Linked DNA regions of Mus musculus: all the other regions are linked to region 3. The links are chromatin contacts, called in public HiCAR-type and promoter capture Hi-C maps. All regions are on one chromosome and are shown on one strand. Each heading gives the region's core, a stretch centred on a gene start, on an enhancer-like site or on the middle of the called end of the contact. The rest is flanking DNA. Distances are from core to core; before and after follow the strand shown.

The links. HiCAR-type assays count read pairs that join an accessible place to other places. Capture Hi-C pulls out chosen DNA fragments and counts their contacts.
Region 1: a contact with region 3 is called in a HiCAR-type map of astrocytes, with 9 times the contacts expected there. The contact joins the enhancer-like site here to the promoter of Guf1 in region 3. A contact is called at or near these places in 5 of 39 promoter capture datasets (the 3T3-L1 cell line, the C10 cell line, cranial neural crest and 2 more) and 1 of 115 datasets of contacts at active chromatin or transcription factors (astrocytes).
Region 2: a contact with region 3 is called in a HiCAR-type map of astrocytes, with 8 times the contacts expected there. The contact joins the promoter of Slc30a9 here to the promoter of Guf1 in region 3. A contact is called at or near these places in 7 of 39 promoter capture datasets (the C10 cell line, HPC-7-derived erythroid cells, cranial neural crest and 3 more) and 1 of 115 datasets of contacts at active chromatin or transcription factors (astrocytes).
Region 4: a promoter capture Hi-C map of liver shows a contact between it and region 3, with 2.5 times the contacts expected there. The contact joins the promoter of Tmem33 here to the promoter of Guf1 in region 3. A contact is called at or near these places in 7 of 39 promoter capture datasets (the 3T3-L1 cell line, the C10 cell line, hippocampal neurons and 3 more), 1 of 115 datasets of contacts at active chromatin or transcription factors (pro-B cells) and 2 of 9 other capture datasets (adipose tissue and liver).
Region 5: a contact with region 3 is called in a HiCAR-type map of astrocytes, with 10 times the contacts expected there. The contact joins the promoter of Commd8 here to the promoter of Guf1 in region 3. A contact is called at or near these places in 10 of 39 promoter capture datasets (the C10 cell line, the HPC-7 cell line, HPC-7-derived erythroid cells and 6 more) and 3 of 115 datasets of contacts at active chromatin or transcription factors (astrocytes, large pre-B cells and stem cell-derived neural progenitor cells).

The regions. Positions count from the first base shown.
Region 1 is chr5:67,531,665-67,537,067 of GRCm38.p6, forward strand. No RefSeq gene overlaps it. Among named protein-coding and RNA genes, the nearest start is that of C330024D21Rik, 70 kb to the left of the region's middle. Within about 2 kb of position 1,522, at least 41 of the 459 cell types and tissues checked have an H3K27ac peak or open chromatin away from gene starts, as enhancers often do. A contact at or near this core is called in astrocytes and hippocampal neurons, where this site is marked.
Region 2 is chr5:67,302,400-67,308,601 of GRCm38.p6, forward strand. It overlaps Slc30a9 (solute carrier family 30 (zinc transporter), member 9), which reads left to right and starts at 4,556. Exons shown (of 18, transcript NM_178651.4): 1 at 4,556-4,798. The coding sequence starts at 4,696. RefSeq lists a cis regulatory region at 4,204-4,927.
Region 3 is chr5:69,555,624-69,561,456 of GRCm38.p6, forward strand. It overlaps Guf1 (GUF1 homolog, GTPase), which reads left to right and starts at 1,301. Exons shown (of 17, transcript NM_172711.3): 1 at 1,301-1,542; 2 at 2,562-2,673; 3 at 2,819-2,967; 4 at 3,224-3,304; 5 at 3,927-4,004; 6 at 4,809-4,892; 7 at 5,512-5,576. The coding sequence starts at 1,432.
Region 4 is chr5:67,258,097-67,263,917 of GRCm38.p6, forward strand. It overlaps Tmem33 (transmembrane protein 33), which reads left to right and starts at 2,469. Exons shown (of 8, transcript NM_028975.4): 1 at 2,469-2,710; 2 at 2,868-2,937; 3 at 5,634-5,728. The coding sequence starts at 2,893.
Region 5 is chr5:72,164,632-72,170,848 of GRCm38.p6, forward strand. Commd8 (COMM domain containing 8) reads right to left here and starts at 3,558. Exons shown (of 5, transcript NM_178599.5): 1 at 3,448-3,558; 2 at 720-875. The coding sequence starts at 3,513.

The DNA.
Region 1 (5,403 bases), core at 272-2,771, 2.0 Mb before region 3:
ATGCCAGGCAAGCACAGACAATCGTATCTGTCATACGGATCTGTCTTCCGTTTTGGGTGAAATTGACACCAACTCTTCAGCACCACATTCAGCACCAAACACAAATTCAAATCGTAATTATTTGTGGTGCTGATGATGGACGTCTGAACTAGGTACGAGAGAGGCAAGCAGTATAGCCCTGAGCAGTACTCTCGGCACAAAGGACACTTATATCCGGATTTTCCAGACTGCCCCTCATTGTACAAACGAATGATGTAAAAAAAACATATATATATTTTTTTCTCACCCTTTACTTAAAACACAGGACTTGGGCTGAAGAGATGGCTCAGTGGTTAGGAGCACTGACCCAGGCTCAATTCCCGGCGCCCACATGGCAGTTCACAATTGTCTGTAACTCCTGCTCCAGGGCATCTGACACCCTCATGCATGCAGGAAAACCACCAGTCTCCTCCTCCTCCTCCTCCTCCTCCTCCTCCTCCTCCTCCTCCTCCTTCTTCGGACCCCTGAGGATGGGGAGAGGGGTCTAAATTGCTGTAGCCCTGAGAAGAATAGACTGACCTTTGGCTGTGGTCAGACAACTTCAGGGTAAGGGTAATGAGGCCATATATTCATCTTCCCAGAAAAAAAAAAAATCTTACCCATCTTACCATTATGGACCAGAGGCCTTTTCCTGGCCAACTTCCAAGCATTTTCTCAACGGCTAATGCTCACTAATCCTCAGCCTGACATTATCTTCGTTTTAGCAGCATATCTGGCTTTCGATCTGAATTATAAGCCACATGCAATAAAAGGGAACTGGAAATGATTCAAAGCTTTGCCAGGTATTCTGAGAAGCCCAGCTCATCTGTACGCAGGCGCAATACAGGCAAACTTCCGCTAGAGGGCGGCCTCAGACTGCATGATACCCTGCAGTTCTCCGGAACAAGTGGAGACTGCAGAGGTGCAAACCTCAGCCGACAGAGCAGCATGAATGTGGACGCATGCTCCCCCCCCCCCCCCGCTAGCAAATAATATCTATTTGTTGTTGTTTTGTCCCCCCACTTCCGGATTGGCTTCAATGAAAATCTGGCACATGTGGTAAAGAGAAATATGGAAGATTTCCTTTCGTTTCCTTTGCGAGTGAGCAGTGAACCCTCACTTACCTCTTAGGGAATTTGCAGTGTTGTATTTATAATTATCAAGAGAGGGAGGGAAATTAAAAACTTCGACTGCTTAGCTCTTCCGCAGTTGGTCTGTGGGCCCGAGGGACACTCCAGGAACTCCGTGTTCTGGCTTAGCTCCGTGGAAACCCTCAGGAATGGCCATTTGACCTCTCGCTGGGCCACCGGAGGAAATCAGCTTTGGTTAGATCAGATGAGACATAATTGGCTTTGGACTCGTTAGCGCACACTCCAGGCGAGCATTCCTTGCTGTTTTGAAAGGCCTGTGTTTTACTTGGATCAGCTCAGTGTACAGGGGAGTCAGTCACAGCTTGGGTGGCTGGGTGGATTAGCATTTTGTTTCCCAAGATCTGCTCTGCTTCTGGGTCTCCCCAGTTGACACGGTGCCGGGCTCAACCCCCAACTCCCGGCCTGAGGTCAGAGAGAGGGATATGTCTGTTGGCCTGCAAGGGTGGTTTGTAAAGAATATGGGGTCTGGGTGAGTTGAGAGGTGTTCAGGCCTTAGGTTCTGGAACCATGAATTTGCATTTGCTGGATCGAGAAGAATGCAAAAGTGAATAGATTTCAGCATCGGGAGTGGTGTAACTTTGTCCTCTGCCTCTAAGTCATGGCCCTGCCCAATCACTTTCCAATAATCAGAGTGATCCTTTTAAAACGTACCTCAGCTACAAAGTTTGAAGAGAGCTGGGGGTGGGGTGGGGTATGGAAGAAGCCGGAGAGAGAGAGGAGGGTACGGGAGAAGTTGGCGTGGGAAGAGTAGAGATGGATGCGATCAGTATACGTTGTATTCGTATTCATTCCTGACCTGCTCCTGAAGCATACTGAGTCTTTATATGGTGGCGCCCTGCCTCACGTGTAAGCAAAAAGTTCAGCTTCATACTGTCGGTGGTGGACCTTAGTATCATTTTGGAAGCCATTTATAATAAGGTGGGTTGGGTGTTTACTGCAAGAGAACGCAGTGAGCTTTATTGGGATTTCAAAGAGCAGTTTACTTGGTTTGAGTTCTACACCTAGAGCTTACAAAGGATGCTTCCGAGAGGCTCCGACGATTTTGGTAAAGCAAAGGGCCTTGACCTCTGTCCGTCTGTCTATCTATCATCTATCTATCTATCTATCTATCTATCTATCTATCTATCTATCTATCTATCTATCTAGAATGACTTTATTTTTCTAGAGGTCTCCTGTGTAGGCAAAGTGATTGAATGATAGATCTATCTATCTATCTATCTATCTATCTATCTATCTATCTATCTATCATCTATCTATCTATCTATCTATCTATCTATCTATCTATCTATCTATCTATCATCTACCTATCATCTTTTCTCAACATCTCAATCACTGGTAAAGGAGAATATATAGTAATCTGAAAATCAGTTACGAAGAGAAGCAATGACTGCAGAGACCTGCAGGCGGAGCTACTCAGCAGTCTGACTCCCTAGGAAATTGGTTCTTTGGGGGGTTTTGTTTCTCTTTCTGCAGCTGTTTCTTTTCTCTCCAGGTCCTTCTGCTTTCTGGGCAATGTCCAGTAGCCTTCTCTCACGGTGATTCTGATGTTGCCTGTGACTTCTACTTACTTTGTGGAATCACCATCGGCCACGGTCTGGCTCTGCCCAGTAACGTCGTTGTATTGTATGAATGAAAATGATTAGTTGTTGACCCTCAGTTTAGGTCAGTTGTTGACCTAAAGACCGTTTAGGGATCTGACCCAACAACACCCCAAAAGTGCTTCGGAATAGACGTTTTTCCTCTCAGAAAGGTTGCAGAAGGAAGCAGACAGTGACGTGTTATGGCTTGGACAGTTAAATTGGTGAACATAAGAGATCCGGATTGCCGCCTTTTAGAATGCACGAGCGTATTTGTCTCCTCTTTGCTGCTTGAACAGCGTCTTCCCCAGATTAAGACAGGGACATCTCAGCAGAATTTAGCACTTAAGTTAAAATTTTAAAATAGGAACTTAAGTTCCATAAAGAAACAGGGGCCTCTCAAGGTAGGCTCTGTAGAGAGAAAATGGGGCTTTGTGAATGATAAAGGGCACCTGTCCATTTCAAGAGCAGTGGAGTGTGTTTGAATTTGCGATCTGGACTGAGAATTTGGTTGCAAACCTCAAGGGTAGAGGCTTGGGACGTGCTGAGTGGTCTCCTGTAGTTCCTGGGAGCTGGGGCGGAGGCGAGGCTCGAGAAGAATGAGAGAAGTTGCTGAGCTACAGAGCCGGCTCCCCTCCTAGATGTGGATGGAAGGTGCCGGGAGAGAGACAACGCCCACGCAGGTATGTGGACTCCTGTGTTAGCGTGGCTTATTGCTTCTTTCACGAGGACTACTCGGAAAACTGCCAATCCCTTCAAGAAGGCCCTCGTTTAACACGGAGCTAGTCATGGGCCCAGTCAGGGTACATGGAACGTATCCGAGTTAGTTATCGAGGTGATGGATGGACCTGCGAAGCCAGGATGTGTACAGGGTACCTTCAAGACTCTGAACGCTGGGGTAGAAGAATAAAGAAGACTCTAGGGTCAGAATAAGCCTCCAGCAGTAGGGAGTTACAAGTTACAGTAATCCATTGTATCCGCTATTAAACAGTAAGAACACAGCTCTGGACCAACAGTTCGTAGCCACCATAAGGCCTGGGAACATCCCTTCACTTCTGAGTTGGGGCGGGGACTTTTGGAGAAGAGAAATAGCCCTAGGAACAAAGTGGCTGTTGTTCTGAGCCATTTTGGGATTTCTGTGGCAATACTTCTCCCTACACGTGTTCTCCACAGTGTTCTACTGAGCTCTTCACACTGGAGCGTTGTGTTCTGAGAGCTGCTGGCCTGTCTTTTCCGGCAGCCAGGATAAGGCCAAGAACAATTGCTAGTGCCTGTGTTTCTAGAATGTGACATCAGTCTTACACAAAATATGAGCTTAATAATTAATTTTTAAAATTTGGGTTTAATTTAATAAAAACAGGTAGTAGAGGTGATTGCATGTAGGATTTCTTCACCACAGGTACCTGCTAGCCTGATGTAATCACCATTAATTATTATTATTATTATTATTATTATTATTATTATTATTTTGTTTTTGAAACAGAATTTCTCTGTGTAGCCGTGGCTTTCCTAGAATTCACTCTGTAGACCAGGCTGGCCTTGAACTGGGAGATTTGCCTGCCTCTGTCTGCAAGTGCTGGGGTTAAGGGTGGGTGCCACCCCCCTATTGCTGGCTTAATGGAATCAGCTATAAACTCTCTTTCAATCCCATAATCTAGAGGACGATTTATATGTGCACGCTGAGGGTGCTCATGGGACCAAGAATATACCCATAACATCCCATGAAGCCTGGAGTTGCTTCTGCACGGAGGAGAAAATTGAAGTTTTAGATTAGAAACTTTAAAGACTTACTGTTCTTATCCCTTTTGCCATTATATTTTGATTACATGCTCTATAATTAGATGTTGAAAAAGCTAATGCATATTAATCTTTGATTGATTTGATTACCTGTCCTAATTATACTTTGATCACTTTTGATAAATATATTGACTCATATTTTATTTACCTCACTATGTTCTTTGTGTAGCTATGCTTTGATAAAATCTGATTACATCTTAATATTTGATTGCTTTGAGTAGTTCTCATTCTAACCATTGCGAAGTGGGATCACATTAGCTCTGAGGTACCTGACTTGTGGCAATGAACGTAGATTCTGTAATAAACCATGCCCAAATTGGATGTTCCTCAATACTTAACACCTTATAACAGTGAGTGGATCCCATGACCTCTCTGGCCTTCAGTTTCCTTACCTCTAAAGCAGAGATAATAATAAAAGCTACTTAGTGGGAGCCAGGTGGGTTAAATGAGACATTATGTAGGCTAGTCTGGCTGGGCTTGAATTACCATTTTAGATAATTCTAATGTATAGCTAGCACTCCCTACTCCTACCTTAAATCTATTTGCATGAGCTGATAAAGGGTCTCCGTTTCAGAGTGGAGGTCCAGGGGAAATAGAGTTTTGGGGTAGGATATGCTGATGACCGGGAGAAGAAAGAAGAGAAAGATGCTGTCACAGTCTGTGGTAGACACCGCTTTCCCAGTCAGGCCAAGAGTCTCTACTTGGTATTCTCCATAAAGAAGGGCATGACTGACTAGACAGAAACCCACCCATGGGCACAGGGCTTCAGTGTCATGGCGTGAGAGTGTTTAAGTATGGGTCCCTCAGAAGGCTTGTCAGAGAGAGAGCACCTTGTGCACACTGCCTTCTGGTCCTGCAGA
Region 2 (6,202 bases), core at 3,306-5,805, 2.2 Mb before region 3:
CTTTCTGTTTTCTACACTTGTCGTTTTTTCTTTTTTCTTTCTTTCTTTTTTTTTTTTTGTTTTTGTTTTTTGTTTTTTGTTTTTCGAGACAGGGTTTCTCTGTGTAGCCCTGGCTGTCCTGGAACTCACTCTGTAGACCAGGCTGGCCTGGAACTCAGAAATCCGCCTGCCTCTGCCTCCTGAGTGCTGGGATTAAAGGTGTGCGCCACCACTGCCAGGCTTGTCGTTTTTTTTCAAGCTGTAGCTCCTTTAGCTGTCAGCCCCTTAGTCATGAAAATTTTTATTCCAGGTACTTAATTTTAGTCCTCATATAAACTTCAGTTTTAGTTCAAAAACTCCCCATCTGGTCAGACTAGATCTGTGTTTCATCTCTTTGCAAATGCTCCATTGAGATCCTGTTTATGAAACAAAACACCTGTGCCCAGACTCCCCCACAAGCACATCCAGGAATGTTGAAGTCAGTGCATAAGAATAATCCTCTCTTGGCTCTGGACGTGGCTCAATGGGTCAATTGAATTGACTTGCTACATTAAGGCTGATGACATAAATCTGCTACCCAGGTTCCACATAAAAGCAGGAGATAAGTGTCACCACAAAGTTGTCCTTGGACCTTCACTTGTGTAAAATGGCACGTGCTCTCCCCATCGTGAACGCACACATGAATGAATAAAATGGGAAATAAGTCGGAGGGACTGGCAAGATGTTTCTGCAGATACGGCACATGTCACCACACATGATGAATGAAATAACCTGAGATCAATGCCGGGGCCCCACCTGGTAGGAAGAACTGACTCCCACAAGTTATTTTTCTGCCTTCCAAAGGCACACTGTACCATCTCACCTACACACATGTGCATATACATACACCTACATAAATGTGATTTTAAATATAAAAGGTAGAGATAGAGGAAGACACCGGATACCAACCTCTAGCCTCTGTACCATACACACATGCATATAATGCACATAGAATAACAAACCCTTTGCCTTCTCCTTGCCTTACAACATGCTTTTCAGAACATACATATTGGAGTGACAGAGGGCCTGAGTCTGATTTCATGTTCACATTCATGCTGACTAGAGACAAGTGTCTCAGCATCTCTGAAAAGTGGACGCAGGGATTAACAGTGTGGTTTGAAACAATATGAACAGTTTTTCACGTGCAAGAAAGGTTTGCTTAGACATAGAAAATGTCTCTGCACATACGCTCTATCTCTGCCTCTGGTTGTGTAGTGGCGACCAACACACCCTTAGTTGTGGTTTGACGGTCCTTTTATACAGCCATGTGTAAGCCTTTAAAAAATGTTCAGGTTGGTAAGGTCCTTCCACACTAATCCTGAAGGGGAGAAGAACACAATTCCCACGGATACATCTGTACTCAAAATTGGAAGCCTCGGGGCAGAACCATTCTCTTTATTTTGTAATGAATCATCTAAGTCCATTTTCCAGATAGATAGCCAGGCTTGTTTAATGAGTAGAACCATCATTGTCCCAGGACTAGACAGGATGAAACAAAGTTCAGCCAGCTAGATTCAAAGTGTCTGATAAGGGCAGCAACTTCCTTGGAAACATCTTGTAGAAATTATGGTGTATGAGAACCCTGAGTGGCACTTGGTCATTTTCCACTTCCGCTTTTGTCTGTCTGATAAAATAGTGCAATTTAAGCATCTGTTTATAACATACATTCTCAGTTTAGACCATCTAAAATCTTAATCACACACAGAATGTCTGAAAATGACCTAGAGGGACATGCTCACTTGGACCTGCATTCCAGAAAATACAGACTACAGTCACAAAGTCTTTTGAAATGCTTTACATTTTCTTCCAAAGAAAGGAACCACTGATTGAGAAAGTGAAAGGTGGCTGAGGAACAGTGAACTCAAAGGTTCACAGTGACTCCAGGTATATAGTGACTGCTGAGCTAGCCTGGGCTACAACGTGAGCCCCTGTCTCAAAACAAAATCCTTGTGCTGATTCTCATTAAGCTTTTATAAGCATATATTAATAATGTATAAAGGGTTTTTTGTGAGATTTTATATGCAGTGTATTGTGATCATATTTGCACACCTGTTCCTCTCTTGTCCTCTGCCCACCCCTGCCAATCCCTGTCATTTTCCCAGTGAGCTTTTCCATTCTGCTTTGATGTGCGTGTGCCTGTCTCTGTGAGTGCCATCTCATGAGTTTCATTAGGGTTGTTTACAGGTGAATGGGTGAAATTTTGCTTTCAAATGTCTCTCCCTTCCCCCATCAACCATTGTGTAGAAACTCTCAGGGGAGGGCAGGACCCCAGGAGCCCCTTCTCTTTCCCCAGACACAGTGTTGATGTGCCCAGTCTCCTGAGAGTAATCACAGCAAGTGTGAGTTCAAGAAGGCACCAACGATGTCATACTGGAAGTCCGTGTTTTCCACTACTTCCCTGCACTTCCTCTGGTTTTTACTTTTCATCCGCCCCTTTTTTCCAGAATGTTCCCTGGCCTTTGGAAGAAGTGATACAAATGTTTCAGTTTATGGCTAGGCATTCAACAGTCATTTATTCTCAGTTTTATTGATCAGTTAGGCGTTTCTGCAGTTACCATTGACCATTGCAAAAGAAAACAAACAAACAAACAAACAGCTGCTCTGTTCAAAGCTGACAGTAGCACTACTCTATGGGCACACACTTTAGAAGGCAATTTAACCAGAATAACCTATCCGTTTGTTGGGGTTCAGGAATTTGCCACACACACCATCGCAGTTAAGCAAGAATAGTTTATTGAACACACACCATAACACTGGATGCCTAGGTCCACAAGAAGGAAAAACCTAATTGTGGCACCAGTCTGCTCTCATAGTAGACTTTCTATAGGAAAAACAAACAAACAAACAAAAAAACAGGTACAGGCCGGGCATGGTGGCGCACGCCTTTAATCCCAGCACTTGGGAGGCAGAGGCAGGTGGATTTCTGAGTTCGAGGAAAGTCTGGTCTACAGAGCGCGTTCCAGGACAGCCAGGGCTGCACAGAGAAACCCTGTCTCGAAACAAACAAACAAACAAACAAACAAAACAAAACAAAACAAAACCCAAAAAACAAGGTACAGAAGTTTAAAGGGCAAGGAAGGCTCACGAGGCAAAGTATATCAGCTGATGGGTCCTGAGTAAGGTAAGGAAAGTGTCGGGATGCATGGTGAACAGGGGAATTTCAGGACATCGAGATAACAGAGCATGAGTGTTATAACTTTTTAGCTTATTAGAAGCATTCTTCACTGTCAGCCACAAAAACCACAGTGAGCTCATATGTAGGTGCAGGAAGGGCTGTCCGGTGGTCAGCTCTAACTCAAGCCGTTTTACACAGAACAGTTCGTGTTGACCTTTGATTTGATGGAATTTCTTAAGATTAGCAAACCTCATACATAACATTCAGAACATACAGGACAAAACCATGGTTATGTGGTCAGCATGTTCTTGAGCCAAGTCACTTCTTGGTCAGTGAGTGGCAGGCATGTTAGAGTAGTAATATAACTGGCAAGCATGGAACAAAATGGCTACAGTTATGGGGGAAGGGGTGTCAGACCATAATATATTTATCCAAATAGCTGCAATAGCCTTTTACTAGAGACCACAACCTTGTTAGCCATGGGCTTTTGACCTGCTTAACCTTACCAGAGGTGGATTCCCTCCTGTGAAGGGAGCCTCAAGTCCACTCAAAGTGGTGGGTTTCCTCCCCATTTACTGATTTGCACTCATTTTCTTTATTTTTTTATTAGATATTTTCTTTATATACATTTCAAATGATATCCCGAAAGTTCCCTATACCTTCCCTCGGCCCTGTGCACTCATTTTCCATTTAAAATTTTATTTTACAGTACTTTCACTAAGCGATTTAAATTAATCTTTAAAACAACTGGACATGCATCCCATTCTATTTATCTGGCCAGACAGGTATTGACTTAGCCCCTGGAATATAGTAGTATACGTATACTGCACAGGATCCAGTGTCCATATAGCTATTCTCTATTCCGGGGGGACAATAATTTCAGTAGTGGTATTTTGAAGAAAAGTGTACAGGGTAACTATTTAAAAATGAGAACCACGTTAATTATAATTAGGGTGGTGAAAGAAGGCTTAAGCTAAGAACTGAATGAACCTGACATGGTAATGGTTAAAACAGGCGAATGTGTTCAGGTTTCTTTCTCTCTGGGACCAGGCTGTTTGAAAAACTGCTCCATCTTCGCGTACACATAGTACCGCGACTTCAAATTTTATGCACGCCTCTAATTTTGTTATACTACGACCGAGAAGCGGAGGTTGAGTGATCAGCAAGGTGACCACGGTGTTGGACAGAGCGGTGCCGAGGGTTCAAAAGGAAAGGGGACAGAGGCTTAAACCCTGCCTTCTCCTCCTGCTTCCCACGCCCCGGCGGCGCTTCGTAAGACTGTCTCCCGGGACACGACACGGACTCACAAATGCCCAGCACAGTCGGCAGCGCACACCGTCCTGGCCCGGTGCTGGCCAGAAGCACCGCCCACCCCGCCCCCGCTGGCATATTCCGTCACTTCCGCTGTCGCGCCACACCCCCATGACTTCCGGGTCGCCGAGGCCGCCGGCCGCGGCGCACACATCCGTGCTCGCCGGGGTCCGGTCTATGGAGTCAGTTGGCGCGGCAGGCGGCTCGGAGGCAGGAGGTGGTGTCCGAGTGGGGGCCTCTGCCCCGCCAGGATGTTTCCGGGCTTGGCCGCCGCCGCCGCGGCGCACAGGTGCAGCTGGGCGGCGCTGTGCAGGCTCGGTGGCGGCCGGGCAGCGACCCGCGGCCGCAGCCAGGGTGAGTGACGGACCGGTGGAGGCCGCGCCTGGCCTCGGCAGTTGGCCCGCCCGCTTGCCCTTCTCCAACCCAGACAGAGCCTGCCGGTCTCGCAAGGTCCTCACAGGTGTCCCCGCGAGCCGCGGCTACCGGGGAGCGGCCAACCCGCGTAGGGACACCCTGAGGCGGACCTCCAGACCCGGAGGTCTTAGGGCACATCGCGGTGACCCAGGGTGACCCAAACAGGCCGTGGGAAATGGCGGATTCCACCAGCTTGGAGGGTCCCCTTGGGCCGCCGCCGCAGTTCTGTTGCTGCTTAGGTTGAGTGAGGTACTCCTGCGCTACACTTTTTCTTAGTGCCATCCCGTTTTCTTAAATCTCCCTAAATCAAAGTGGATGTCACATACGGATCTTAAGGTGAGGGCTTCTCACAGTTATCGAATGGGCATAGTCTGGGGGACAGGAAACCCACCGAAGTTTGCGGTTATATCGAACAATCCTTTTGGTGACAAAAGTGTCTCCTGAAACTGTACATAAATAACCCTGGGCGCAGGGTGGGATTGAGAGTTTTCATCTTCGTCAGCATTGCTTTCTCAGTCAGATTCAAGTTATTGGAGAGTTTCTAAAGTAGCATCAAACGTGTAAGTCCTGTTTCTGTTCACCTCCCTTGTTCCCGTAGCTTGACACGGAGGACTGCTAGCAGAGCCCAGGAGAGGACAGGACCAAATCCACCGCTAACCCGAGCCCCTCAGGTTCTTGGGATTTGCAAAGAGTGGTTACAGAAACGTTTCTCAAACATTCACAGTCACCCTTCAAAAACTTGGATCGGAAGGCAAAAGCTGCAGCCATTCAGGTTTTTTGATAAAAGCGGTCACACACTCCTGTGCTGGGCAGATAAAGTAGAATATATTCATACCGTATTAAAAGCTGGTTTCTAAGGTTGCAAAAGAATTGATTGCAATACACTGTTTTAGTTTGTTGTTAATGACAGAATACTGTAGCTAGTTTTCCCATGGTGGCGGTATGCCACTTATGAACAGAATGGGCCCTCTGTTTAAAACTCCAAATAAACTTCAACATATTACACAGAAATATATATACATATAGTGGCTGTTAAATGTTGTCCAAAGTGCCCCTTCAGTGTTGGTGAGGTGAGTTGCAGTAGTGTAATTTGTAATTCTTATTCTGGGTAGCTGTCACTGGGCCTAAAATGCTGGGCTCTTTGTCCCATTCTCTGTAGCTCAGATAGTAATTAGTCTCTTCATTTAGGACTACTTTGCAGAGTTCTTTTAGGATGTTTATTACTACAAAAAATTTAGTGTTTTTAACACTTAACACCTTTTTAAATTTGAAACATCACCTTGGTGGAAGTTTTGTTACGGTATTTGAAAGAGCAATCAAAACTATGGTTAAATTTAAAAATCA
Region 3 (5,833 bases), core at 51-2,550:
GCACTTCAGAGACACCACAATCAAGATTAGCTAACCTGCCTCCTCCTTTAGCCTATGTAAGCCTTCTTATTTTCCAGGCTACTAGTGTGTCATCAGAACACACAGCCCAACCCAATCCTAGCTTTTCTGTACATGTGTCTGTTGTTTCTTCATTCCCCACTGCCCCAGTCAAGACAATCCCAAAGTTGTGCAGGTCACAGCAAGTCGTACCTGAACCAGGGTCCTTGACTACAAGAAAGTTGAATTGGTTAGTTAGACAAGGGAACAGTCCTGAGAGAGGCATGCCAATAAATGTTAGGGACAATCAGAGTCTAGAGATGGGCAGTTATATGTTAGTATTTTGAAGGAGGTTTTTGAGAAACTGCAGAAGTTAAAAAATGTTACAGCCACCTCAATTGTTTAGACCATGTTCAGGAAACATGTCCTGGCTTTCTAGAAGATGGGATAGTGAATTTGGCTATTTGAGAAAAGGTGGTAGAAAACTAAGGGATACGCCTTAAAGGACAGAGAGGTATCCATCCTGTGACTAGAAGATAATGCTAGACTTAATATCCTGACACACAGATTTAAACCTATTGAATACTATTAAGTCTAGTTCTAAGCTGTGTTGTAACAATGTTTTATCAATGTACTTGAAAAATACTTTTTCCTATGACTTTGTTGTTGTTGTTGTTGTGTCACTACAAAAAGTTCATTGAAAAATAGAATTATGGGTTATCCTAACCTGGGAAACATGGGTATGTTTGCCTCCAGAATAAATTCTCTTACCTATTTTAAGGTGAGAATTGCTTTTGTATGGACAAAGAGAAGCCAGCATCCTTCTCCTTTGATGCATTTTGTTTTTATTAATAAATCTATACTTCATATTGGCTAAGCATGAAATAATTTTCTTCGTAGAAGCCATGAACTGTTTTTTGTTTTGTTTTGTTTTTTGTTTTTCCTGCAAGTCTCTTAAAAGAACTCCCCAGCCATTGATGGCCCCAGAGTAGAGGGACTTCGAACTGTTTCCCCATCTGGTGGAGCACACACACTTTAGAGATTCCACATCTGAGGCCTGCGCTGCACACACATACACACACACACACACACACACACACACACACACACAAGGGCGTCTCCTGTCCATTGTATTCGCTGGAGTGAGCGCAGAGAGTGATGCGACACCCGACTCCGGTCGCCTAGACTGTGGCTTTCTCAAGGCTGTCACACCAGGACACGCGCTTGACCGGCAGTATCACCCGCGGTCCCTGTAGCTCTCCCATCCCTGACCTTTCGACCCCCGCGTAGACGCGTCGACGTCATAAGCGGCGCGACCTGCAGGCGGCGCGTTTGCTTCGCGTCAGGCCTGGGTCTCGGTGTCAGCTCAGGCCGGAGCGCGACCCTGGCTTTGTGGTCTCCGTGGCGGGTTGGGCCCTGAGCCGCCGCCGAGGCATGTGGGCGCTCGTGGGGCGGGCTCTCGCGCCGTGGGCCGCCGGGGCCCGGCACGCGGCTGCCTCGGAGCCCAGGGCCGCCTGCAGGCTCTTCAGCGCGGCCGAGCTCAAGGTGACCATCACCCGGGGAAGGTGCAGGGCTTCAGCACATGCACGGTGGGCGAGCATCCTCGGCTGCTCGCCGGCGCGGCGTGGGCTGCGCTTCACCCGCATCAGAAGCGTGCCCGCTAGCTCCTCGGCTTAGGGCTGGTGTAGCTCACGAGCGGGTGCTATTTCTAAAAACCTCCGAGAAGCTGCTCCTTTGTAGCATCGATTTCCCTGAAGTTTTAGTTATCGTTTCTTGAGTAACTGGCTTGACTTGCATCCGATCCTGCAGCTTCTTTGCTGCGTTGGGATAGTTATCAAATTTCAAAGATTGGAGGATGCAAAGGCGTGGAGTATTTTAGTCCCATGCAAGGGACTTGTGGTTAGAAAAATGGACTTGTATTCGTCACCGTTCAGGGTTTTTGAAAGTCGAGCGGGTTTGCGAAAGTCGTGCGGGTTTGCATCACTTTGTCCTAAATGCGTGGTGGGGGACTACAATGCAGCTTTTACATTTTGTTTGAATAATTTTTCCATACCCTTACCTGCCTTACACTAAGTAAGAAATAGAAAGCTAAAACAAATGTTATAGTCATGACAGTTTCATCAACTGAATATGCCTAGGGAGCGCGCGCGCGCACACACACACATACACACTCACACCCCAGACTGTTTTGCTCAGACACCCATTTCCAGGAGTATGTGGTGTGTCTAAGAGATTTTGCTTGATAAGGCATTCTTGGACTCCTGAGGACTTATATATGGCTTTCACTCTCCATGAAAGTAAATTTGCAATTAGCTCAATATGTGAGGAAGTATTACTTAAGGATTTTATATTTAGCTTTGTTTATGGAACTGATATATTTGTCAAGTATTTTGTAATTTGTTCTTTGTAGTTAGGCTTAGTCATACATCTTTATTAGGGAGCGGGGAGCTTACAAAACTGCAATACGTGAAGTTGTCCATCGATGGAAAGACTTTTCTTTGAATTTGTACTTTGTTTTATGGAAAATTTATACCCTTAACTGTGATATTCCCTTCCCTTCTTAGGAGAAACCTGACATGTCTAGATTTCCTGTTGAAGACATTAGAAATTTCAGTATCATTGCACATGTGGATCATGGCAAAAGCACTTTAGCTGACAGGCTCCTGGAGCTAACAGGTATTTTATCTTCTCTGCTCTTGGTTAGTTAGCTTTACCGCAATATCTTACCTTTAGGCATTCATCTTTAATATTTTCTGTTAATTGTTTTTAATGCTTTTTTGTTTTAAAGCCCAGAGAAATTAGTAAATGCTTCTATTTCTAGGAACAATTGATAAGACGAAGAAAAACAAGCAGGTTCTTGATAAATTACAAGTAGAACGAGAAAGAGGAATCACTGTGAAGGCGCAGACAGCCTCTCTGTTTTACAGCTTTGGAGGGAAACAGTACCTTTTAAACCTCATCGACACACCAGTAAGTTTCATCTTGTCTCTTCAAAGATTGCTTGTTAACCGTGTTAGTATTGCAATCAAAATTCTTTCATTTAGGGCTAAATTTTGCACAACTGTCATTGATTTCTTTTTAGTTTTGTTTTTATGCTAGAATAATTTGTTTCCATTGTTTTCACAAAAATCACATTTTATTATTATTTTTTTCGTCATATCAGTAGACTAGCAGTTCCTTTTAAATATGTAGCTGATACTTAAAGGTACCCATATTTGCATTTTAGGGCCACGTTGATTTTAGTTATGAAGTGTCCAGGTCACTGTCTGCATGCCAAGGTGTTTTACTGGTAGTGGATGCAAATGAGGTAAGAGCCCTCGTTATATATGATAAGACATGCCCACTTGGTTGTTTCATAAAGTTCTGAAAATGCATTTTGGAAATGCAAATTTTACATTTGAATAACAGATCTATTGTATTACTTACTCTAAATCAAATACTTTAATATTGTTAAAATGAAGTGCTGACTCACTCTGCTTAGTTTGACTCTTTCTTTACTAGTGGTAATGTTGGTTTTGAACCCTAAAACTTAAATGGTACAGAAACGTAGGAAGTGGTATGATTCAGATTTCTGTAACTACATAGTGAAATACCCGTAAAGGCAAGTTTCTTTGGCTCACAGTTTTGAAGGTTGTAGTCCACGACTCATTGACTCATTGCCTTTGCCGTGCAGCAAGGCAGCACAATATAGTCTTAAAGCCTGAAGATGGGGCTGGGGAGCCAAACTCCTCACTGCCCAGGAAGCACAGTGAGTAGGGCGGAGGTCTCACAGTCTCTGCCAGGCAGGTACATGACATATGGTGTCATTTTATTAGCATGATCCAAAATCTCAGTACGATGAATATATATGGGATGTATGGAATTAGTAAGTTTGTGGTACATTAGTGCCAAACCAGTCACCTTGCGCTCTCTTATCTTGCTGTTTCCAGGGTATTCAAGCTCAAACTGTGGCCAACTTCTTCCTTGCTTTTGAAGCACAGCTGTCAGTAATTCCAGTTATCAATAAGGTAATCAAACGAGACACCAATGTTATTACTTATTTTACCTTCTGTGTAGTGTTTAGTTGTAAAATATAGGGTTTTTCTCTTCTTTTTTTCTTTCTTTCTTTTTTTTAAATATGAGGGACCTGTAGTTACTGTTCATTCAGATTATCAGTAGGATTTCTCTCTGAATATCATGCGATAGAATTGCAGGTCAAATATTCCTTGCATAGAGTTGAAAAAGTTTGTCTGGACTGCATGGGCTGAGAATAGGCCATTTCTGGAGGAAAAGGGTGCAAGGCAGACAAAGAGGTGCCAGTCATACTGCTCTGGAGAAGAGGGGCTGAGAGCTAAGACTCAGTGAAGTCCATGAAACAGGTCAAAGTAACTCTTAACACACATAAGTCTGTCCAGTAGTGTAAAGTTAAGATCTTAGTTTAAAATTCAAACTACATTAAGTTGCATTTCTTGATATCACTGCCACATATAAAGTAAGGCTAAATAGCTTGATATCTGACCTTAATTTTAAAAGTCTGACTCATGGCCTTAGTTGGTATACTCTGTTCTGCTTACATATTTTTTGTCTGTTTTGTTGCTCGTATTTTCTTTTTTTTTGTACTCATGCTTGTTAAAATTATGTTGATAATTGCTTTTTGGCCTTTTGGCTAAGATCAAGTGTAATCATATTGATATATAGATTATTTTAAATATTTTTGAAAAAAGTCATGAAGGGTCAGTTAGGTTAAATCACAGAAGACTATTGACCTCCAAATATTGTTACAATGGACTAATTTCATTTTTGCTCTGCTCACTAAGTAATTTTGTTCATAGATAGATCTGAAGAATGCTGACCCTGAAAGGGTGGGAAAGCAGATTGAAAAAGTATTTGATATCCCTAGTGAGGAGTGTATTAAGGTAAGTTCTTTTTCTTAAAGTATTGTCTTAGTTGTTCTATTGCTCTGATGAAACACCATGGTCAGAGCAACGTGGGGAGGAATTGGTTTATTTGGCTTATACTTCCATTAAGCCATCACTGAAGGAAGTTAGGGCAGGAACCTAGAGGCAGGAGCTGGAGTGGAGGCCATGAAGGTGCTGCATACTGGGTTGGCCCTAATGGCTCATTCAGCCTGATTTCTTATAGAGTCCGGGACCACCAGCCCAGGCCTGGCACCACCTCCAATGGGCAGGGTCCTCACCCATCAAACACTAATTAAGAAAATGCTATACACTCATGTCTGCAGCCTGATCTTTTGGAGGCATTTTCTCAGCTGAGGTTACCATCTCAAATGCCAGCAGAACTATTGATTATTCTTTGGAAAATCTCAGGAGATTGACCTAACTGAAATTTCATGGTGTTTGTTCCCTTGCACTCTTAACACTTTTTTAGTTTTCGAGTGCTTATTATTATTTCATTAGATTCAGGTGAGAAAACTCCCCTTATATTGTGAGAATATACAGAATCATTATTACAGAGGCCCCAGGAAGGAAGAGTGTAGCCTTAAATCTCAATGCTTTGGTTTCTACACACTTTCAGATTTCTGCGAAACTTGGGACAAACGTTGACAGTGTGCTTCAGGCAGTCATTGAACGAATACCTCCGTAAGCATTTTGCTATTACACTATTCACTCATGTTTAATAGTAGAGTTTAATAATTTACAGACATTTAAAATGTACTAGTTTAGATTAATAGACCACCAACTTGATATGTCAATTTAAACTAGTGAATATGGCAAGCAGTCTTGCAGTAGGTTGGGATAAAGTTTTGCATTTAATAATATAAAGGAGTCAAGTTGAATATAAGAAGACTGGAAAGGGCAAGGGTGGCGGTGCTGTCCAGTGGACATGGTATGGGGCT
Region 4 (5,821 bases), core at 1,219-3,718, 2.3 Mb before region 3:
ATGTGTATTTTGACTAAGTGTAGGCAGGGTCTTATATTAACATGCATGTCTTGCTTTTGTCTTGATCATCTTTTCTAGACAGAGTTTGATTACAAAAGCAAAAATACCAGTTAGTCACATGACCTGTTATCTTGCCAGAACAGAATATTTTAGGAGCTCAGTCAATTTAAGAATAGTCTTCAACATCTGGGAAAAGGAGGAAATGGGCTGACAGGGTACAGCCTGTACACCCTGAGAAAGCTGTATGTGTGTGTGTGTGTGTGTGTTGTAATTACATTTTATTTATAGGTTAGGGCAGGCATGACATGGCATAGGTATGGAGGTCAGAGGACAACTTTCAGGAGTTGGTGATCTCCTACTGTGTGAATTCTGGGTTCATACTCACATAGGGTGATGGTTAATATTACACTTAAGGTTTTAATTACTATGCTTACGGTGCGTACAAGTTGTCCTCTGACCTCTACACACATGCTATTGCCTGCCTGCCCTAACCCATAAATAAAATGTGCTCAGAGTAATTTTCGAAGCTGGAAAGCAGTGAGGGAAGAGAAAGAGAGAACTATCAGGCGGAAGATGCAAACATTCTCTCGGCAGAATCTTTGCTTTCGTGCCTTTGCAGAGCAGCTTCAGCTTCCACTGTGGACTCAGTCTATTTTCTACTGTCCCCAAATGGCCTGGAACTGAGTTAACCGAAACTGAAATGACATCTGCTCGTACGGTTTCATCTGAAGCTTGAGGATGGACTTAGAAACAGACTCCATTTGCCTTCCAGATTTCTATATTTTAGAAGAGATAGGAACACAAGGAGAAAATCTAGCTATTATGGAGAGTGGGAAGACTGAAGGTCTAACTTTAGTATAAATCAGATGCATTGTTATCTACTTACGTATAGTTACTTATAGTCAGAAAATTCGGGAATACAGAAGAGGCAGAAGGAAATCAAATTCTGCTACTAAGAGTAAAAAGATCACTGATCTAGTCAGCAACACTAAGTCTTAGAATGAAACTCATCTTGCTGATAAAATGATTTAGAATTTCCAGGCATCTAGAACTGTGAGGAAAAAGAAGTTGCGTTGTTTAAACTACTCAGTCTGTTGTATTTGACACCCCAGGTAAACCAAGATACACATGTGTGCATGTACACACACACACACATACACACACACACAAACACACACACTACCCATACATGGTGGGAGAGCCAGATTAAACAAATAATCAAAAAGAAATATTAGACAATGATAAATATTCTAAAATAGGGGACAAATTATACTCCAGCAATGCAGAGAAGATAATGTGTTAGCTGAGCTTGGGTGATAGGGAATCTAGACTGGAGATTGTGGGGACCTGAATGTGGACATTGGCCTTAGAAGAAAAGTTTACAACATTCTACCGAGCATCCTTTGACTCCTAGACAGCAGCTGACTGGCGCCTAGGCTGCCATGAATCATAAAGGCAATTGTACTTCTGAGAGAGTAGGAGCTTAGAGATACTCGGTTCCTAAGTTGGAGTATAGATCTGTAGTCAGCTTCCTGTCCTCCACCTCTCTCTTCTGTTCTTCTTTTTCATTTTTCTCTATGCCTCTTCTCCGGGTCTCTGCAGACGACACCCCCACCCCTGCATACCTTTTATCTAGCCAGACATGAAATTATGGAAGCCACATTCAAGTCTTCTTTCCTGTTCTTTTCTCCCACACCATCACACAATTCAGGATTTCATTGCTCTCCCTAGTTGTGTGCAATGGCCTCCCTATGATCTTTCTAATATAGATGATGTCACACTTCTGCTTAAAGTTGTAGCTTGGCTCCCTAGATTGCAGAGTTAAGTTCAGAAGTTTTGGCATACATGCAGGCAGAACACTGTATACATAATAAGTCTTTAAAAATATTTTTAATTAAAATATAACTTCATCATTTCTCCCCTTTCCTTCCAACCCCTCCCGTGCCCTCATGTAATGTTTTTCTTGCCACACACCCTGCCTCTCAGCAGTTCAAATCTTTCACCCCCCCCCAGACCCATTCATTCAGTTCACACCGAACTGTCCTGATTCATTCTGTTACTTTACCTGCTCTGTTCTCTTATTTGGAACCTCCTTCCCTTTTCATATACAATTTTTCCTTTCCCTTCAAGATTTATGGCCAGAATTACTTTTCCAGAAACCCCTGATTAACTCAGCTTGTGGTCGTTTTTGCTCTATTGTCTCTGAGAAGGTCAGTGTTATGTTCTTTTTTTTTTTTTTTCCTCCAAGCGTCTGTCACATAGCCGGTTTCACTAGTGCTTGAAATAAGAAAACTAAATCACAGGGTTTGGTGAATCGCTATCTGGAGAGATCATAGATATTTCTGAAGCTTCTGTATATGGAAGTAGAGAGATTTTTGAGGTTCGGAAGCCAGCGAGGAAAATCGCCTGAGTGCCGGTTAAGACGAAAGTTGCCTCGGTGGTTTTACTTAACATTTCCGTGCCAATTGGCTCGTAGGGAAGGTGGAACCAAAACAAGGAGAAAAACTGCATTTCCCGTCATGCCTCCGGAAACCACGCCCGGTGACTCTCAACGTCCCGCCTGACTCACGTGGAAACGAAAGGATCACTTCCGGTTTTGCAACCCCGGGAACCGGCGGCGTCGATCGGCCCTTTAAGGCCTTTCTCCGAAGCTCCGCCTTCGCTTGGGTCTTTCTAGAAAGGCAGCTTCGGTCTGGACCGAGCGGGGCAGGTATTACCGGGCCGCCATAGGGGGACTTCTGCGGCTGTGTGCTGCACGCGTCCGGGAGGGCCCGTTCCTCCGGGGGTTTGGGGTTCCTGCCGGCTCTGAAAGCAGGTCGGAGGGTCGTCGCCCCGCACTGACGTTTTGCTCTTCTTTGCTGTTGCAGCGTCCCGGGCTCCCGAGTGTCTCCCATGGCGGATACGACCCCGAACGGCCCCCAAGGGGCGGGCGCTGTGGTAAGTGAGCGGCCTGGTCGCCCGGCTCCATCAGCCGGAGTTGGCGAGGAGCAGGAAGTGTTTGAGAGGGCTAGAGGGTTCTAGAAGCCGCTGCCTGCCGGACTGGGGTTAGGGAGGAGCCGAGTGGCGGCCAGAGGAGCTCCAAGTTTGTTTCAAAGGCGACAACAGGCAGTTCTGGAGCAGGCGGCTGTCACCTGTCAGCTAGGGATGTTGGCCTCCTTGCCCCTTCCCACACCGCGGTCTCCGATCGTCTTCGGCCCCCAAGGTGGAAAATACCATCTATTCAACCCACATGCCTCGTGGTGCGCGTCGTAGTATTGCCCTTTGTACCTACTTCAAGCCTTTTAAGAAATTTTGCAAAGGGGAGAGAGTGGTGTGTTTCTTTGATTAGTCGTTTACAAAGAGGAGGACTGCCCGTTTGTAAACTTTATAATTAAAAATGTTGATCTACAGGTCGACTCGAGGTAGTTTTTGTGTTTTTGCCCTTAAATTGAAGTTTTGATTTTTTTTTTTTTAAAAAGCTTTTTACAACACCCCTGTACTGTGTACACGCACTTAACTTTGCTGACCCATTTGGAGATTTTTGATAACCCAAAAATACTTAAGTATTATTTTCCACTTCATTACATTTGGGGAATTGAACATGGATGCATTTTAATCTACTTTGTAGTTCACGTGCAGATTTCCTTAACTGTCCATTGTCCCTTCCCCTCTTTGGGAAGCAGCCATTGTGTTTATTTGTTCTGCCTCTTTACTCCCAGTCAGTCCATGGAAATCCCTCTATTATCTCTGGGCTTTGAAGACACACCTAGTTTCAAAAGTCTAGACCTGTTTTACAGAAGGCTCTAGAAACTGAAATTACATTTTGATTATGCCCTTCTCAGGACACAAGAACCATTTTATGTTGATTCTTTGGGGAATTAGGTATGATCCTGAATCAACTGATTTGCCATTGTAAAAATAGATTTCACCCTTTGTAAGTAAGAAGTTGTCTGGCCTAATACTTTGAAACTGTGAATAATTTGTCCTCAAGTCTTCAGTCCCATGATCCATTAAAATATTTTGTTGTGGAACTATATATACCAGGCCGTTCACTCTACTTAAACCAGCCTCTTCAGCTCCTTGATTGTGTAATGGAGTGTACGTACGTGCAGAAGACCCAGAGGAAGGGCTGGGTAGATGGGCTCGTGTTTATAAGTGAGTGCTTCTTTTGCAGAAGACCCTAGTTCAGTTCCTAGCACCCACAGCGGGGGGTGGGGGAGGACTTACAATCACCTGTAACTCCAGCTCCAGTGGGATCCCCTGGACTCCTTGGTTACTGTATGCACCACACATACTCACAGTTAAAAATAATAAAATCAAATCTTTAGAATAGATGTCTAAAATGGACACTTCAGTGACTTGCTAAAGAATGAAAACCCTACACAAATACTTATTTCATTAGGGAGTATCATGTGTGGAGGTCGGAGGACAACGTATTCTTATAAGTTCTCTACATCTACGGTGGTCTCAGGGTTCACACCTCGGTCATCAGCCTTGGGAGCATGTGCCTTTACTGCTGGGCCGTCTTGATGGCCCAACAAATGGATTGTAAAGAGAAGGCTCTGAACAAACTGACATGGTAATCTAGATTTCATCCTTGCATTTGACTGCTGCTGTTGCCAGTCAGCTAAATTTAGTAGCATCGCAGAATTATAGATAGAATAAACTAGCAGTATATTTTATTCTTGAAATTGCTAGCATGTAACTAAAAGGCATGTAATAAAATACACTTGAATTTTAAATATACTTGCATTTTTTCCTAAAAATGTTTACATGCACAAAAACAGTGACATTGCTTAAAACTAGTATTTAAAAACCTCAGATAGATGCATGAATATGTTTCAAAATCAGCTTATTGGAAGCACCAGCTAGAAACAATGCCACCACATTTAATGAGAATGTGTATTGTGAGACTCCTTTCAGTTCACATACCCACATATGTGACGTCTTGGTATTAGAATTATTTCTGAGCATTAGAGTTAAGATACAAAAGCCCCTTTAGAAATTGGTATGAGGCGCTTGTTCGCACTAAAGCAGGTGTAAGTTCTTGCTTTCATGATAAGCTTACTCTAGGGCCACTGATACCAGGGTAAACTTGCATGGGACCTGAGAAGCAGATAGCAGTTCATATTTGATAGGCTTATTTCCAGTGACTTGGGGGTGCTAGGCACCTCTGCATATACATAGACAAATAATCGTCTATAGACGAATGAGTTCTATGCCAACTGTTGCAACGATTTTACACTTCTCTTTTTAACGGATTATTTAATCCAGACCTAATATCTGATGCTTTATTCAGTTCTGAGTCCTGACTATGTGGGTTTGAGATTTTTCTAAGAATAGACATTATAATTCTCTTGAGAGCCATTAGTCATTATTTAAAGTTGTTTTAAAGTAGATGGAGCCATTATTATAAATGTTGAAATAGCACAGAAAGTTTTACTGTCTCGATTTTTTTCTGAAAGTGTTTCTCATGCTTTCCATAGCATATGTGTGAGCAAGTGGTTAAGTAACGTGAGTTTCCACTTACTGATCTGCAAAAGCAAATATTACAAGATGGTGTTACAATATTCTTCATAGGATTATAGTGCATAATTTGTCCTTAACATAGTTTTTGGGCTTAGGGTACCATAATTTTTTTTTTTTTAATCTAGCAATTCATGATGACCAATAAATTGGACACAGCAATGTGGCTTTCTCGCCTGTTCACAGTTTATTGCTCCGCTCTGTTCGTTCTGCCTCTTCTTGGGTATGTATTATCTTGTTTCTGACTCAGAGGTGTTCGGTCAGTATCTATGACTGCTTTTTAGCTTTAGAATTGTTCAATTGTAAATGGGATTAA
Region 5 (6,217 bases), core at 2,308-4,807, 2.6 Mb after region 3:
TGTGCAGAGGAAACTGAGACGGCCCCTGTCTCACGCAAAATACTAATTCCAAACATATCTGAGAGTAGATTACAGAAGCTAAAACAATCAAGCCTCTACAGGGAAACACACAAAGATAGATACCTTCATATTTCTTAAATACGACAGAGACAGCACTACCCGCCAAAAGAAAGACTGGCAAACTGGACTGCATTAACCTCAGAACTTCTGTTCCCCAAAAGTCCTATTAAGAGAATGAAAAAGCAAGGGACATGACAGATTAAATGTATATATTCAAAGAAATGCAAATCTAGAGTTATCATCTAAATCAACACGACAGATACATAAAACACCATCTACTAAAGTAATCAACTCATAAATATGTGCAAATAGTTCTTGGCAAAGTGGTAAAAGCCACTTTCCATGAGATCCAATGTAAGCTAGAGTCTAATCACTACAACCAGAACACTCAGGCTTTCTTCAGCATCCTGCATTCACCGCTATGCTTTCAAAGTGTTACAGTGGGAGAAAAAAAAAAAAAAAAAAAAAAAAACAAAACAACTAAGACAAAACTGCCATGTCCCAGAAAATCCAATGTGGTCTTCCACTCACTCACGATTAGACCTTCGGCTGCTGTAGCATGTGATCAGCTACTGAACACATGGGTAGAACCCTATGAACATCATTAGAACCTCTGGATGATACTTATTATCAGGTAAAGAGGTCAGGACTGAAACTACCTCTTCCTCAGAGAAGTTTTTGCCAACGACCGCTTTGAAAAACGTGGTAACATCTTCGAGAACATGCTTCCACTCAGCTGAATTCCAGACACTGTGATAATCCTGGTGGGCAGGATAAGCTCGGCCACAGAAGCCATCAATGATTTTGTGAAGAAGCTAGGGAGAAAAAAGGAAATCAAAGTACTTTAAAGAAAATGACATTGACAGACGTGCCTTTTATAAAACCAGCTACGACAGAAAGGCAACTATTTTGAAGATTTATTGTTGGTGGTTTTCTTTGTCGTTCTGTTTGTTGTCTTATTGCTTTGTTTAGTTTTGGAGACAGGGTCTCACCTCTGTAGACCAGGCTGGCCTCAAACTTGTGGCAATCCTCCTGTCTCAGTCTCTCAAGTTTGGGTGTTCCAGGTATGAGCTACCAAACCCTGCTAAATCCCAGACCTTCCATTATGAAGTCTACCTTTAGAAAATAAAATAATGTTAAGGTACACTGTTGTTTTCCAAAATCCCTGAATGGAGAACAGTTCACGTAGAAGCTTCCCTCCGAGATCTGAAGGTGCCATCTCTGTAGTAACCAAGCACGCGCTCCTCTCACAGATAAGCCCCCCCCCCCAGGAGCACTACTACCTCGGTTTGGCTTTGCCTCCCCCGGCCCCCAACAGCATACTCTCCTATTCCTCAGCAGGGGTGTTGTGCTTTGCTCTGAGAAAAGCACTGGCCATCTTTCCTTTCCCACCTGACTTCCGCTCTGCACTACCAGCAACTGAAACCATGTGAACCTAACAGAGTATGAAGACTGGATTTAGGACAAAACTGCTTGCTATGCTTCCTAGTTCCACCAACTCCTCATTTTAGTTACATTCTCTGCGATCCAAGCGTAAGAGAAGAATGTCACCTGACCACACAATGTCATAGAATTACATATGAGCACAGTAACTCGAGCATCTTAGCAGGCACAAGACATCAGAAGGCCGTGAGTCTGCCTTTGTTCTTACTGCTGTTATCACTACTTCCATAGCTCAAGCCTTCCGTGTCCTACTGCAGATAATCACATTCATGTGATACTGTTCCAGGCGACACTTGTATCCTGCCAACCACTTAAATCCAAGTAACTGGGAAATGGCGTTGAGCTAAACGTCTTTAGACTCCAATCGCCTTAGATATGAACCCACTCCGTGGGGAACAGTAACCCCCAAAACACCACACAGATGGGTAACTTCTGACTCACCATATAAAATGGGAATACAACCAAAAGCCACCTGTAATGTCTACCAAACAGTATCCTGACACTCCCTGCAACTCTATAAGGTAAGCATTGTAACTGTTCTCATTTTACAAATGAGGACATTGAGGATAAATGATGCTCTACCATAACAGAGTTCCAATCTATCAAAAAAAGTACACATATAAATAAGTGCGTGTGGTAGAGGAGAGGGGATAGAAAAGGTGTTTATGACGGGTGCAAAGGAACAAGGAAAGAGCTGAATTGAAAAGATGAGTGGCCATTAGGCATTCCCAGCCAACGCAATGTGCCCGCACACAGGACTGGAAATAAAACCCCAGCGCAGGAGTGGGAATTGCATCTTTGGAAAGGCAGACAAGGGTGAAAGGGCAGAGGACCTTTGAAAAGGCGAGTAGGGGCCAAATCACAGAAGGCCTTGCATACAACAGAAAGGAGTGAAGGCTTTAATCTGCACTCAACTTTCCTGTAAGTAATTACATTATTTTTCCAAAACTTTGCCAAGATATTGTGAGCAGGAGTAAGTGTGAGACTATAGAGGCAGAGACCATAAACAGGTAAAGGAGGTTGAAAAGGGGAGGTCCAAGGATGAAACCCAGAGTTTCTTAAATAGAGTGGCCTGGTAAAGAAGGATGGTGACACCACAACAACCAATGCTGTGAAAAGGGAGTGGAGACCCAAACCAGGGATTTCCCATAGCTGTGGCAAAAGGCAGAGGCCCAGGAAGAAGACAGCTGGCTCAGCTCTCAGATTCAGGAGTCAAATGTTTTGGCCATCTCTATATAGGAGGAAAGACACCCTGAAAGTTAGGAGACACAGTCCATAGATAGGTTTGAGCTTTGGCCCTGGCTTGCTGGAAACCTGTGGCTGACATATTTCACTGTCCTCATTTGTAAAATCAAAGAAAATGTTTAAAGTACATTTTCTAAAGAACGGAGGGAGTGGCGTTAAATTTCTTTCATCTACAACTGAAGCCGACTTTGGGTAGAAGGGCCACAGTGGAGACTTCTGAAAGCCTGAGCAGGGCAGAGTGCCACCATCAAATCACTTTCACAGAGGTCTGGACCCTGGGTGTGCTGCAAGAAACCCTGGTTGGCTGTCTCTGGTCTCCACAAGCCTGGCTTTATGGGTGAGCTGTTTTCAGCGGCTGCGATCACCTCTTGGCCAAACTTGAGTGGCTACTCCTTTTCTGGTTAGGAGTTGGTTCCTCCCGCCCTCCAGGGAACAGGTCCCACCGGGTTCGACTCCTCACTGCATCCGCCGGACCTCACACAGAAAGGGGCGTTCGGGAGACCTGAACTCAAAGACTGCGGACGCAGCAGATCTCGGGCTCTACCACCCGAGCTTTCTAGAAGCAAGAAGACCCCACACGCACCCAGGCCTGGGCCATTCCTAAACCGCGTAAAGTCCTTAGGCCGCCATTGTGTCTCCAGGGGCCCAAGAAGAATAGTCCGGACCCCGGCCTTCCCGTGCCCTTCACAAACCCCTCACCCCGGCGCCCTGCTCCGGAGGCAGCTTCTGTAGCCGCCAAAGCGGCGTCCCCTCTTCCGGCTCCATCCCCGAGAAGTAGAGATACCTGTCACGTGACAGGCCTGAACCTTAGGCTTACGCTCCGATTCGTCCACGTGACTTTCTGGAGGGCGGGGCCGGCGGGCGGGCTCAAAGTCCTTGTGCGCATGTGCAAAACCTCAGCCATTGGTTTTCTCCTGTAGAAAAAAGAGCAAGTTTTTTTTCCCTCTTTTTTTTTGGGGGGGGGGGGGGGGGGGGAGGGGCGGTCGAGACTGAGGGGAAGTCTGTTACCCATCCGCTTGCTGCTGAAGGAAGATTTACAGACTTTTGCTCGGTTGAGACTGTGTTCAGAGACAGATCTCATAAACTTTCTTCACTGCAGAAAATCATCTAGTAATAGTCACAGCCTGTATTTGAACCCAGGGCCTTTCCCCCAGAGATCTGACAGTCTCCTAGTCAAAGAGTTTGACCTCAAAGACAAATTAAAGTTACTTTTTTTTTTTAATTTTTTTTTATTTTAAGAAGAGATGTGGGGTGGGGGGCTGGAGAGATGGTTCAGCAGTTAAGAGCACTGACTGCTCTTCCAGAAGTCCTGAGTCCAATTCCCAGCAACCACATGGTGGCTCACAGCCATCTGTAATGAGATCGAATGCTCTCTTCTGGTGTGTCTGAAGACAGCTACTGTGTATTCGTAGACATAAAATAAATAAATCTTTAAAAAAAAAAAAAGATTGGATCCCCCCCCCCCGTTTACAAACAGCAAACGCAATCCAAGACAGAACTCATAGAAAGGCAAAGTTCAGCTATATATTATTAAGCAACCCAAAGACTCATTATCCAAGCTAAGAAACAAAACAACCTGCTGGTAAAGAAAACCCATGTTTATACCCACACATTTACCACAGGAGTGAACCCAAAATTCTTTGAGTTGTAATTTCAATCCAAAAAAAAGAAAGTTCGTGATAGAATGAGCCTTGTCATGAGAAGGTGCCATAACAATTAGGGTGATTACAACCCAATATGTAATGTTAGGATTAAGAGTGTTAGAAAGTGCTGAGAGGCATAGATAGAAAAATAGATAGATAGATAGATAGATAGATAGATAGATAGATAGATAGACAGACAGACAGATAGATAGATATGCCTTGTCCACAGTCACATACATGAGCGATAGCTGCAGAGTTTGAAGAAAGAATGAGAGTTCTGCTGTTCTGCCTGGGTAAAGGAAGGCTTACAGGAATGCATGCTTCTGTGACCATGCAATGTGTAAGTTAATAGTGCAAAATGACATCCATCAGGATATAAAGGATATCAAAAAACGGGATTTAGACAACACTGGACACCAAGAAAAGGTTGACCTTTGAAACATGACTATATTAAAATTGAACTTCTGGCAGATGCTGAATTTAAAATATTACATAAAGTGAGAGGAAAGAGCCCTTAATATTTAATGTCTTTTCATTAGTAATCGCTTGTCTTTGTATGTAATTTAAGGCATCATTTTTTTTTAATTTTCAACTTTTTCATTAAAAAATAAAGCGTGTGTGTGTGTGTGTGTGTCTGTGTGTGTGTCTGTGTGTGTGTCTGTGTGTGTCTGTGTCTGTGTGTGTGGTGTGTGTAGGTTGAGGACAACTTATAGACATTGATTCCTTCCTTTTAGGGTCCTGGGGTCTGGACCCTAGTTTTCAGGCTTGCAAACAAACAAATGTTTTAAGTGCCCTGAAGCACTTTAAAACATTACCTGTCTGTTCTGATCCTACCTCAGCTAGGTGTATTTGCGTTTCTGTCACCCTAACTTTGTTTATAGTAAGGGCTTAAAATGCAGACTCTGGAGTTAAGTTTAAGTCCAGCTCTGTAAATCATTGGTAACTGTTATCGTCTGTATAGCAATGGCAAGCTAGTTCACGTCTCTGGCTGGTCTGCGTCTTCATCTCTCATTATTTAGAATGACCATGCAGACTTTACAGGGCTTGTTTTAAGTTCATACCTGTAAAGTTGTTTACATAAAGCACAGCCTAGCACCTAGAAAATGGTATGATTCCTTTCTAAGGAGACTTCTTCCCCTGCCTGTATATCGCCAAGATACATCCAGCCTGCCTTATGGGCCGTGCAGGCAATGCAGATGAAGGGTTGCAACTGGGAGATGTGAAAGAAGCCAGGGAAGCCTCAGTGCTGAGCAGAAGCTGGAACGCCAGCTTCCTCTTTAGAGAGCTTCTTTCTGGGGTCGTTTCCTTATTTTCTATTGTTCTTCCTGTTTTTGTTGTCTGTCATTTGGGGGTAGAGTTTCGTCCACAAAAAATCTCAAGTTCTTCCTCCCTCCTTTCCGTCCTTCTCCAATTTCTGACAGACATCTACAGTGCATACATATTTGACAAATTATGACTATATTGATCTCTTTTAATGTTTGCTTTCAAAGCAGCCAAATATGACCTGGAATATAGCTCGATGGCACAGTGCTTAAACAATAGCAAGGAAAGATTTAAAAAATTAAAAAACAAACAAACAAACAAACCCTAGCTGTGGTGGTCTGAATAGAAAGGGCCCCCATAGACTCAAGTGTTTGAAGGCTTGGCCCATAGAGAGTGACATTATTGGAAGGTGTGGTCTTGATGGAGAAGGTGTGTCACTGTGGCGTCGAACTTTTAGGTACCAAATGCTTACTTAAGCCAAGGCTCATTTCTTTTATAGCTGCCTTTGTATCAAGATGTAGAACTCTCAGCTCCTTCTCCAGTACCATGTTTGCCTGCATGCT